Regions from separate parts of the Gossypium hirsutum genome. Here all the other regions are linked to region 2. A link is a contact called in public Hi-C data. All regions are on one chromosome and are shown on one strand. Each heading gives the region's core, a stretch centred on a gene start, on an enhancer-like site or on the middle of the called end of the contact. The rest is flanking DNA. Distances are from core to core; before and after follow the strand shown. Region 1 has its middle 20 kb from the start of LOC107933192. Region 2 holds the start of LOC107933212 (50S ribosomal protein L25). Region 3 holds the start of LOC107933192 (transcription factor HHO5).

Evidence for each region. Hi-C and Micro-C count contacts between places; a contact is called where the count stands out from the background.
Region 1: a contact with region 2 is called in a Hi-C map of leaf, with 4 times the contacts expected there. The contact joins the enhancer-like site here to the promoter of LOC107933212 in region 2. A contact is called at or near these places in 4 of 34 Hi-C or Micro-C datasets (all in leaf).
Region 3: a contact with region 2 is called in a Hi-C map of leaf, with 2.4 times the contacts expected there. The contact joins the promoter of LOC107933192 here to the promoter of LOC107933212 in region 2.

The regions. Positions count from the first base shown.
Region 1 is chrA12:18,857,539-18,860,922 of Gossypium_hirsutum_v2.1, forward strand. No RefSeq gene overlaps it. Among protein-coding and RNA genes, the nearest start is that of LOC107933192, 20 kb to the right of the region's middle. Within about 2 kb of position 1,288, at least 1 of the 9 cell types and tissues checked has an H3K27ac peak or open chromatin away from gene starts, as enhancers often do. A contact at or near this core is called in leaf, where this site is marked.
Region 2 is chrA12:19,801,597-19,804,699 of Gossypium_hirsutum_v2.1, forward strand. LOC107933212 (50S ribosomal protein L25) reads left to right here and starts at 1,798. Exons shown (of 3, transcript XM_016865377.2): 1 at 1,798-2,263; 2 at 2,358-2,487. The coding sequence starts at 1,907.
Region 3 is chrA12:18,877,123-18,880,208 of Gossypium_hirsutum_v2.1, forward strand. It overlaps LOC107933192 (transcription factor HHO5), which reads left to right and starts at 1,760. Exons shown (of 5, transcript XM_016865361.2): 1 at 1,760-2,255; 2 at 2,345-2,544; 3 at 2,671-3,028. The coding sequence starts at 2,057.

The sequences.
Region 1 (3,384 bases), core at 38-2,537, 940 kb before region 2:
TTTCCCCCTAAACATTTACTTTTCACTCTTTACTCCCAAATAAAAAATCAAAATTATCCAAAAAAAATCCCTAAACGTAAATAGTAATAATTTTATTTATATCTACTATTTATATTATTAAATTAAATTTCATATTTTATATTATTTATATTATTGAATTGTTTAGTCATATTAAATATTTATATTAAAATTGAATTATTAATGATGCCATAAAATATTCATGTTAAAATTTTATATCGGTATCAATTTCACATTTTATCTTTAAAATAACTTTTATTAAAAAATCACATTTTTACATTTAATATATTTTTTAATTCCAAAATATATAGTGGCAAGAATATGAAGATAATTGAAACAACTAAGCAAGCAAAGAAGCTAACCCGTATATAAAAGATTAATAAATAAATTATGAGGTGATGAAAGGTAATAAAAAAATTTGATTACGGTGGATAAATTTTATTACGATGGGTGACAGTGGTTATAAGGACCCAAAATTATTTTTTAAAATTTAACTCGAACAAATATATTCGATTTAATTCGATTCGAATTCCATCTCACTCGACTCGATTCGAGAAAATTTCAAATTAAATTAAGATGATAAAATATGATTTTTTAACTCGATTAACTCAAAATTTTTTTATTCGATTCGATCGAATGCTCACCTCTAGTGGCCGTGGCAAGTTTGGTTTCATCATGGATTGCGTGAAGTCGACAATGTGGCTAATAGTTTAGGAAAAAATAACTTGAGGCTTCGTTCACGATTTAGATGCTAGAAGATTTACCAGACAAACTAAGAGACAATCTTGAACGGGATCGCATTAGACCCCTTTATTGATTTGCTTATGTTTAATTAGTTTATGTTTGTTGTTTTCCTGTTTATTAAAAAAAAAAAGAGGGGGTCAAAACTTAAACAAATGATAGTTAATTAAAATAACCAAACCTAAACAAAATTTCTTTGTAGGATTTCGGTATTCTTCTAAGAAATAATTTCTGTTTTTCTTTTTTTTTTCATGTCAATTTTATAGAATTTTTTTTTAATTGGGGAGGTTCTTTCAGATTTCGTACTTTGTTTTTTTTTTAAATTTAAATCATTCACAACACCTTTTTACCATTTTAAAATTTAAAATTTGCCTAATTTTTTATTTAAATTTTGAAAAGAAATGTTATTATAGCCTTATAAACTTGATAAAGGGACGGCACACTAAAATTGTTAAAGGGTAGAAACCCTAATTTTGCCTTATGATTGGATTTAGAGACGGGCCAGGTCTGCATCAAACTTTGAAAACAGGCCAAAATGATCCATTATCAGACTAAAAGGGCCAAAACTAGACCATTTTCAGACCTCAAATCAGGCTTTAAAAATGAGCTTCAAAATTGGACCTTATTGTAAAAAAATCTAAATTGGGCACATTGGACCTTATGGAAAATATTAAAATTCAGTTTTTGCACCGGGTCAAATAATGATAATTAAAAATTAATTTTAAAACAAAATTGAATTTAGTTTTAAAAATTCAATTTTATTTAAAAAACAATTTCTAAATATCTCTTTTATTTAAAAATATCCACACTTCCCTGTCAAATTCTCATTAAGATAATAATTGATTAAATATTTTATCAGACCCAAAATGAATTTAGACCTGAATAAAATAAATTCAAATCAAACCAAAATAATATTTCCAATTAAAAATTAATTGAAAACTTAATTTAACTTTAAATCAAAATTTAATTTTATCCAAAGTTAAACTAAAAATTCAATTTGGTCCTTTAAATTCATTTTAAAATCTAAAATTAGAATAAAATTCAACTTAGTGTTGATTTCAACTTGTCTAAAGCCAATTCATTACATAATTTGGGTCAAAGGGCTCAGACAAAATTAGGTGCTTACAATTATGTATATTTGTGGGTTTAACTTAGAAATGGTGCTATTTTATGTGAGTAAAAGAAATAAAAATAATACAAAAATATTTAAATAATAATTATTGATACCCTAACAAAAATGTAAACAATTTTGATTAATTAGATTGTGGTAGAGATTTTAGAACTCATATATAACTAGTTAAGATATTTAGGAGAATGATTTTTTTTAAATAAGTTAAATTACATATATAATTCTTTTAATACATTATTTGTTTTAAAATTTTGATCATTCAGTAATTTCTTAATTTAGTTATGCTCGATTAATTTGTAACATCAACTTAATTAAAAGTTTGAATAATAGTATAAAAATCTTAACTTTAAATGCTAAAAGTTGTATCGATAAGGACTTGACATTGTTAGCAAAAGTTAGGCCTTCGGGCCCTTAAATACCTAGTTTCTGGCCCACCATGCATAATTGCCACATGTTTTTTTTTTTCATTTGTGTTTTTGTCAAGGTAGATGATACCATATTAGCGGATGTACTGTTTTTCTATCATTTCAGGTTTATCTTTATTTTAAAAAATATTTAATATATGTATATAAAAAATATTTACAAATATCAAATAATAAGGTTAAATAAATTTCAAACATAAAATACTCGTCAAAAATAAATTTTTAATTGAAGTGGTAAAAAAAATATTTTTAAAAAGTTTGCCATGGGTTCAAATCTCACCATACTTAAATTTTAAGATTAAAAAAGACTCATTACTTATATAAAATATTCTTTAATAAACTTCACTAATGCAATCCATCATCGCATTGTGTATAAAACAATTCATAATTCAATAAATTCAAAATAAAAATTTTAAATTATCTTTTTTCGCACTACAAGTAAATAATAAAAATGAAAACTTAAATTTTAAATATATTTTAAAATTATTTTTTCAAATAAATAATAAATAATAAAAACTTAAAATTAAAATTAAATTTTTTTTTTTTTTTTGGTATCGGCCAGTACACCATATTTCGGCTAATATGGGTGAAACCAATCAGTACGCACTAGTATAATGGATATCGACTAGAATTTACATCGGAATAGAACATAAAGTTTATTTTTATGATTTACTACTAGAACATAGTGTTTCGACCATATGGGCAATACCGGGACGATATCGACTACTAGGGTTTCTATATTGGTTTGATTCTTTAATCATGCGTTTATAATTATATTATATTGCATTTGTATTTGTATTTGTATTTGTAAACTTTAAAAATACTAAAACAATATTATTGAATTTTAAACAATTTAATAATATTTCATTATTATATTATTAATAAATAAAAAATTTAAAAATAAAATCACGGAATATAACAACAAAAATTTTTAAAATAAATATAATTTAATAAAATTATAACAACACCAGACTTAAATTATCATATCACTTTACCACTTTTATCACTTGACTCTGACCCACTAATAATAACTTGACAGTAAGTACCAAGGGAAAACCAACTAAGAGTATATAA
Region 2 (3,103 bases), core at 548-3,047:
AGGAGGCCTTTATATAAGCTAGTTAATTACATCCAAGAAACCTTCAATTTATAATGAAACTCTAATTAATTTAAATAAGAAGTAGTTTTAAACTAAACTTTCTTATTTGACTAAGAAATATAAAACTCCTAAACAACTTAAAATACTTAAACAATATCCAAAATTCGGAATAAATAAATAATAAAATAATAAAACTTAATAAATACAATTTTAGGTTCATATATAATAAAAATTAAGCATAAAAATCAAACCCGATATTATTTAAACTAGAATTAAAAGTCTAAAACTCATAATTTCCATAATAATCTCGCCTAAAAATTTTGCTCGTGTATTCTTCACTAAAATGGTCATAACTTGAGCTCCCGTACTTGAAATTTAGTGATTTAAAGTGCATTAAAAAGCTAAGAGATAGATATTAAACATATGGTTAATAAAAAAGAAGTAAATAATAAACTTATCTTCACCATTTAAGTAAATTTAACCATATGTTTAGTATTTGCTTCTTTTCCGTTAACCATATATTTTGTTATTTTTTTAAATTATTTTTTTGTTTTATTTAGTTATTCTTTATTTTAGTAAATTTAACCATATGTTTAGTTTTTTTCTAAATTCAATTATTATTTTTATTTAGTTTTCCACATAATGTTAGACTAGATGGTTAAGAGAAAAAAATTCTACGTGTCAAATTTTCATTAGTTGGTTTAATAATTTAATAATTGTGTTAACACTAAGTTCCATAATATGACACATATTGATGGATCAAGTACTACATTGGACATTTTATGAAAGTACAAATATTAAATGTGGCATTATTCCAGAAAATTATTATTTAAGGTAAATATAAATTTAATATGAAACATAATTAATTATTTTACATATACTAGAAATTTTATTTCACGCGTATGCATGTGGAAATTTTATCTCACACTTATGCATGTGGAAACTACGTATTTAGGATACATTGATACATTTATAAATAACATACAATAAACAATGAAATGTAATATTTGAAATTAGAAATAATAACACATATGGAATATATACCAAATGTTACTTTAGTTGAAATATCAAAGTTGGAAGAGGGTATGTTTGGTGTTTTGGGTTCAAATCCCATTTTAAGTTCAATATTTTCTAGATTAAAAAAAAGAGAGAGAGAAATACCATTAAATTAATATTTATTATTTTTTTAAAATAAAGGTATCTTGGTAATTTAATAACTGAGTTGAGACCCAGATTGATACCAACTCAATCAAAATCTTTTATATATGGTAAGTATTAATATACAATGGGGTGATAAATTGTTTATATTAAAATAAAATTGTATAAATATTATTAACATGAAACTTTTATTGAATGATAAATTTTAAATTTTATTAATTCAATTGGTATGGATTCAAATTCTATCATATACATATTTTTATTTTTATTGGCTTTTGTTAAAATTAAAAGACTAAAATATCTTAAAATAATTTAATTTAATTTAATTACGGAAGAACATTTCTGTAATTTTTCTAATCGAATTGGTATTGATTTAACTCATAACATTTCCTCAATTAAGGAGTTAAATAATAATATATATAATTAAATATAATATCTTTCTTTTATCATTTTATACTTTCACCTCACTATTATTTTTGCGATTGAATCAAATGTTTATTTTACCACTAATTTTAATATCACCCCTACTGTCTAAATCTCACTGCTGAGGCCTTGTTCTTCCAAAACCAACATTTGGGCTTTGTAGATGTTTTCATCGTCAGATTTAAGGTATATTAGACTAAAAACTTACCCCGAATTTGGCCCAGATTATTAAAACCCTAATACCTAACCATGCTCAAAACCCTCATTTCACTCACAGCACTCAACAGCACAAACTCTGCTGAAGTCCATTACAGTTTCCGACCAAATGTTCAGGTTGTGGCGCGGCCTGAAAACGGTGGTCCGAACATCACCGGCAAATACACACCATTACCACACCATCCAAGCTATCCCACGAGAATGCACCGGCAGCCGTATCTCGAGCCGTGACAGAGCCCAAGGTAGAATCCCTGCTGTGGTTTTCTCTCAAGGCTTGCTCGAGAAAAATCCAAGCAACCGTTCCCCGTCCAGGAAACAAATTCTTACTGCCGAAAGAAAGCAGATTCGATCCATTATCAAGTCCGTTCAACTCCCTTTCTTTTGTTCCACTAGGTTCCAGCTTCAGATCCGGGCCGGTTCTGGCTCTTCTGTCTTACTTGAATCCGGGACGGTTTTACCCATCAAGGCAAGTTTTTTACTTTTCCCCGCTTTCTTTTTTTTTATTAGTAGCTTTTATTGTTCCCCAAGTTCAAATTTTCTTATTTGGGTTGCTTTTATAGATTCATAGGGACGAAGAGAGTGGTAAAATATTGAATTTGGTGTTTGTTTGGGCGGATGAAGGGACTGAGTTGAAGGTTGATGTGCCTGTAGTTTTCAAAGGATTAGAGGATTGCCCTGGTCTTAAGAAAGGTATGCAATTTAGTGCAATTGTCCCCATTTGATCTTCTTATTGATGTTAATTTTTTGCAAGATTTAGATTTTACTATATGATAGGCAACTTGCTTGTTCATTGCTTCTTTTAAATGAAAAATGTTATATATGCTAACTATCTGAAATTGTTGGGTAAAGGAAGTAATTAGAGACTTATGTCTTGTGATTATACTTGGTTTAGCAATTCACTAATGTTGATAATACCAGGTATCATAATAAAACACATATTGATAGATCAGGTACCATATTGGACATTTTCAAATATAGGTATCACATTGGATATTTTATGAAAGCACAGGTACCATAAGAGAACACATATTGATAGTTCAGATACCACATTGGACATTTTCAAAGTAAATGTACTACATTGAATATTTTATGAAAGTACAAGTACCAAATGCGACATTATCTCATATATTAATATGATATTGGAACTTCTGGGGTTTATAAATCACATTTTATAATGATCTGTTATAGATAATAAGATTAGATGCTACAATTTGTTATTTAGTTTTATGTCATCGGATTTTGTTAAAATTATACATTAATGTTTTCTCCATTAGTTTTTTACAACTTCTTAAATGAGTTCCGGTAT
Region 3 (3,086 bases), core at 510-3,009, 920 kb before region 2:
AATTAAATTAATTAAGAAATAAATGAAGAAATTAAATCATTTTAGAAGGTTTTTTATATAAAAACTTATTTTTTTAGGAATTATTTATCTCTAATTTGTTTAAATTAATATTTTTTGGTACAACTATAATTTGAACCTAGGTTATTCCTGGAGAAGGTGAACACCCGACCAATAACACACAATTTGGGATTCTAATTTAAATTAATATGAGATAAACAATAAATAAAATATTTTAATTCTTGTAGAACACTAAAAATAAAGAACATTCTTTTACTTGACTTATTGACACTATAAAAAGGACCACCTCTAAGCAATTCAACACAACTTTACAAGTTCGAAATTCCAAAAGTTCGAAAATCGTAGCTTGAAAACCCTTGAAGCTTTACCAATCAAATTGTATCAACATCAAGAAGATAAAACCGATTCTTGAACATCAAGTTTAGAATACTATTAAAGCAAACTTAATCATCCAAGATAAAATTTCAAAGATTTTTGGATTCAAACTATCTCCACACTCATTTTCAAGATTTAGTTTTGACGACTTTTAAAATGAATTTCAATAATTCAGGATCAAAGTCTAGAAGACCCTTGAATCCAAACTAAATAAAATTCTCAAGCAAACAACTCTCCAAACTTGTGTTCAAGATAAAGTCACAATGATCCTTAAAGCAAACAATATCCATTTCAAATGTAATCTATACTACTTTTAAATCAAAACTTTATTAACGAGAAGAATCAAATGATTTGTCTAGAAATTTTAACTCAAAATTCGAATATAAATTTGTTTCCTATTGATTTTAAGTTTTTAAATATTATTTTTGAGGCATAATTTGCATATATAAATACTATTTAATATATTTAAATAATAAAAAGAATCAGTCGGTAATAAAAATGATTTTCCATTTATATAAATTTGATTCCAACTAAAACAGAAACGGTTTTACACAACCATAACATGTGGAAAAATTAAACTAAAAAGAAAAGAAAAAAAGAAAAAGAAAAGAGAAACAAAGGGTTTTGTCGGTCGTGAAATGAAGGGAATCTGGAAAAGCAAAAAAAGAAAAAGAAAAAAGAAAACCAATGAATTATCTTTTATTTCTGGAAGACACCATTCCTTTGTAACGGACGGGTATGAACAAAAGAATCTTTACCCCGCATTAAACGTTCCTGATTCTTATTCTATTTTATATAATTAATAACAAACCAAATTAAATTGCATTGTCAAAAGAATCTTTCACATGCCTGCCACACCTTTTTTTTTAATACTAAAAAAAAGAAGAAAAAATTTTACTAGACAAAAAAAGAAGCCACTTTTTTCTTACTTGGCAACTGTTGTTTAGTATTAGAAAACCCATCATCTCATTTTGCTTTATAATGACAACTTCGTTGGTGTTAGGTTAGAAAAAATTATGTTTAAATATAAAATAGTATTTTAAGAAATTTTATAAATTGAAACTATCAATGACAAAAACGTTTGTAACAAGATTCACAAAATCAATGATTTCCCAGTCAAGCATCTTATCTCATAACTTTGAATACGACGTAGTATTCAATGAATGTTTGGTTAAAAGTTAAAAAGTTATGAAAGACTAGGTTGAGGGTACTGTTGATTTGATCTCTTAATTTAGAAGGAGATGGAAAAGACAGAATTACCGTGTAAAAATCAAATGGGGAAAGCATCCCAAAGACGTGGGAAAACTGTTTTATTTTCTGCTCTATTTTTAAAAAGGGTTGAGACATTCAATCCACAGTCCACACCTAACCTAAGAATCTTAACACACTGTAATTTCATTTCCAATTATTAAAAAAAAGGGCTCAATTTTTTCAACAATTCTCCGCGTGCTTCGTACGGAACCTAAAACAACCCGCCGAGTGAAACAACCGAGTCACCGAGTTTATAGCTTTAATATACGCGACGACCCGTTTGGGGGCGAATCTTGAATCTTTCTTACATTTCTATATAAAAAAAACATGACTTGCTGTTCCTTGTCATGTTTATCCTGGAAATGATAGAAAAAGAGAGGAAAACAGGAAAATAGAAGAATAAAGGAAAATAATGGAGTTCAGCTTGGATTTGAGTTTGGTTTATGTACCGAAAACTATATCTGAGTTTCTGAAAGAAGTTTCGAAGATAAAAAATGGGTTTCAAAGGCTATCCAAGATTACGGATTATCTTCAAAGATTGGAAGATGAGATGAAGAAAATTGATGCCTTTAAACGTGAACTTCCTCTTTGCATGCTTCTTCTCAAAGATGGTATTTTTAAAAAAATATATATTGTTTTAATTCTGAGTTTCACTTTTTTGTGGGATTTAATTTGATTTTCTTTTTTGATTTGATTTTAGGGATTGAGAGATTAAAGGAGGAAGAAATACAGTGTAAGGAAATGAATGATGGATCAGTGACCGAGGAAAACGGAAGGGAAACTATGGATAACGATGGCGGTGATAAGAAAAACTGGATGAGTTCAGTTCAGCTATGGAACTCTAATTTTAACAACGTTGATCCCCACAACAAACCCAACACAGTTCCAGAACTGAAACTGGTAATGTCCAAGCTAACTGTTTTCTTCTTCTTCTTCTTCTTCTTCTTCTTCTTCTTTTTTCCTTCTTTTTGAATCTTATTTTAAGGGGAAAATAGTTTAAATGTTTCCGGATTTGGAATTTGACAGACAAGTGAAGAAGGAGAAGATGGGTCTGAGAGTGAGAACCCAATTGAAATTTGTAATAAGCAAAGAAAGGGAGGGGCTTTTGTTCCATTTAAGGAACAAGCTGATAAGAAAGTTTCAGGGCTTTCCCTTATGACCCCAAGTTCTGAATTGGCTTCATGTATCTTGAAGAACAATGGCGGCTGCCGAATTGGTTCAGGCTTATATGCACAACAAAATCAAATTAAGTTTCAGACGAAGTCACAAATCCGACATGAGGAACAACCGCAGCAGCAGAATTCTAGGAAACAAAGGCGGTGCTGGTCGCCTGAGCTCCATAGACGATTTGTTGAGGCACTTCAACAGCTTGGAGGCTCTCAAGGTTAGACCTTTTTGATGTGTTTATTTACTTTTTTTTTTTAAGTAGTAGTGGTATTTAA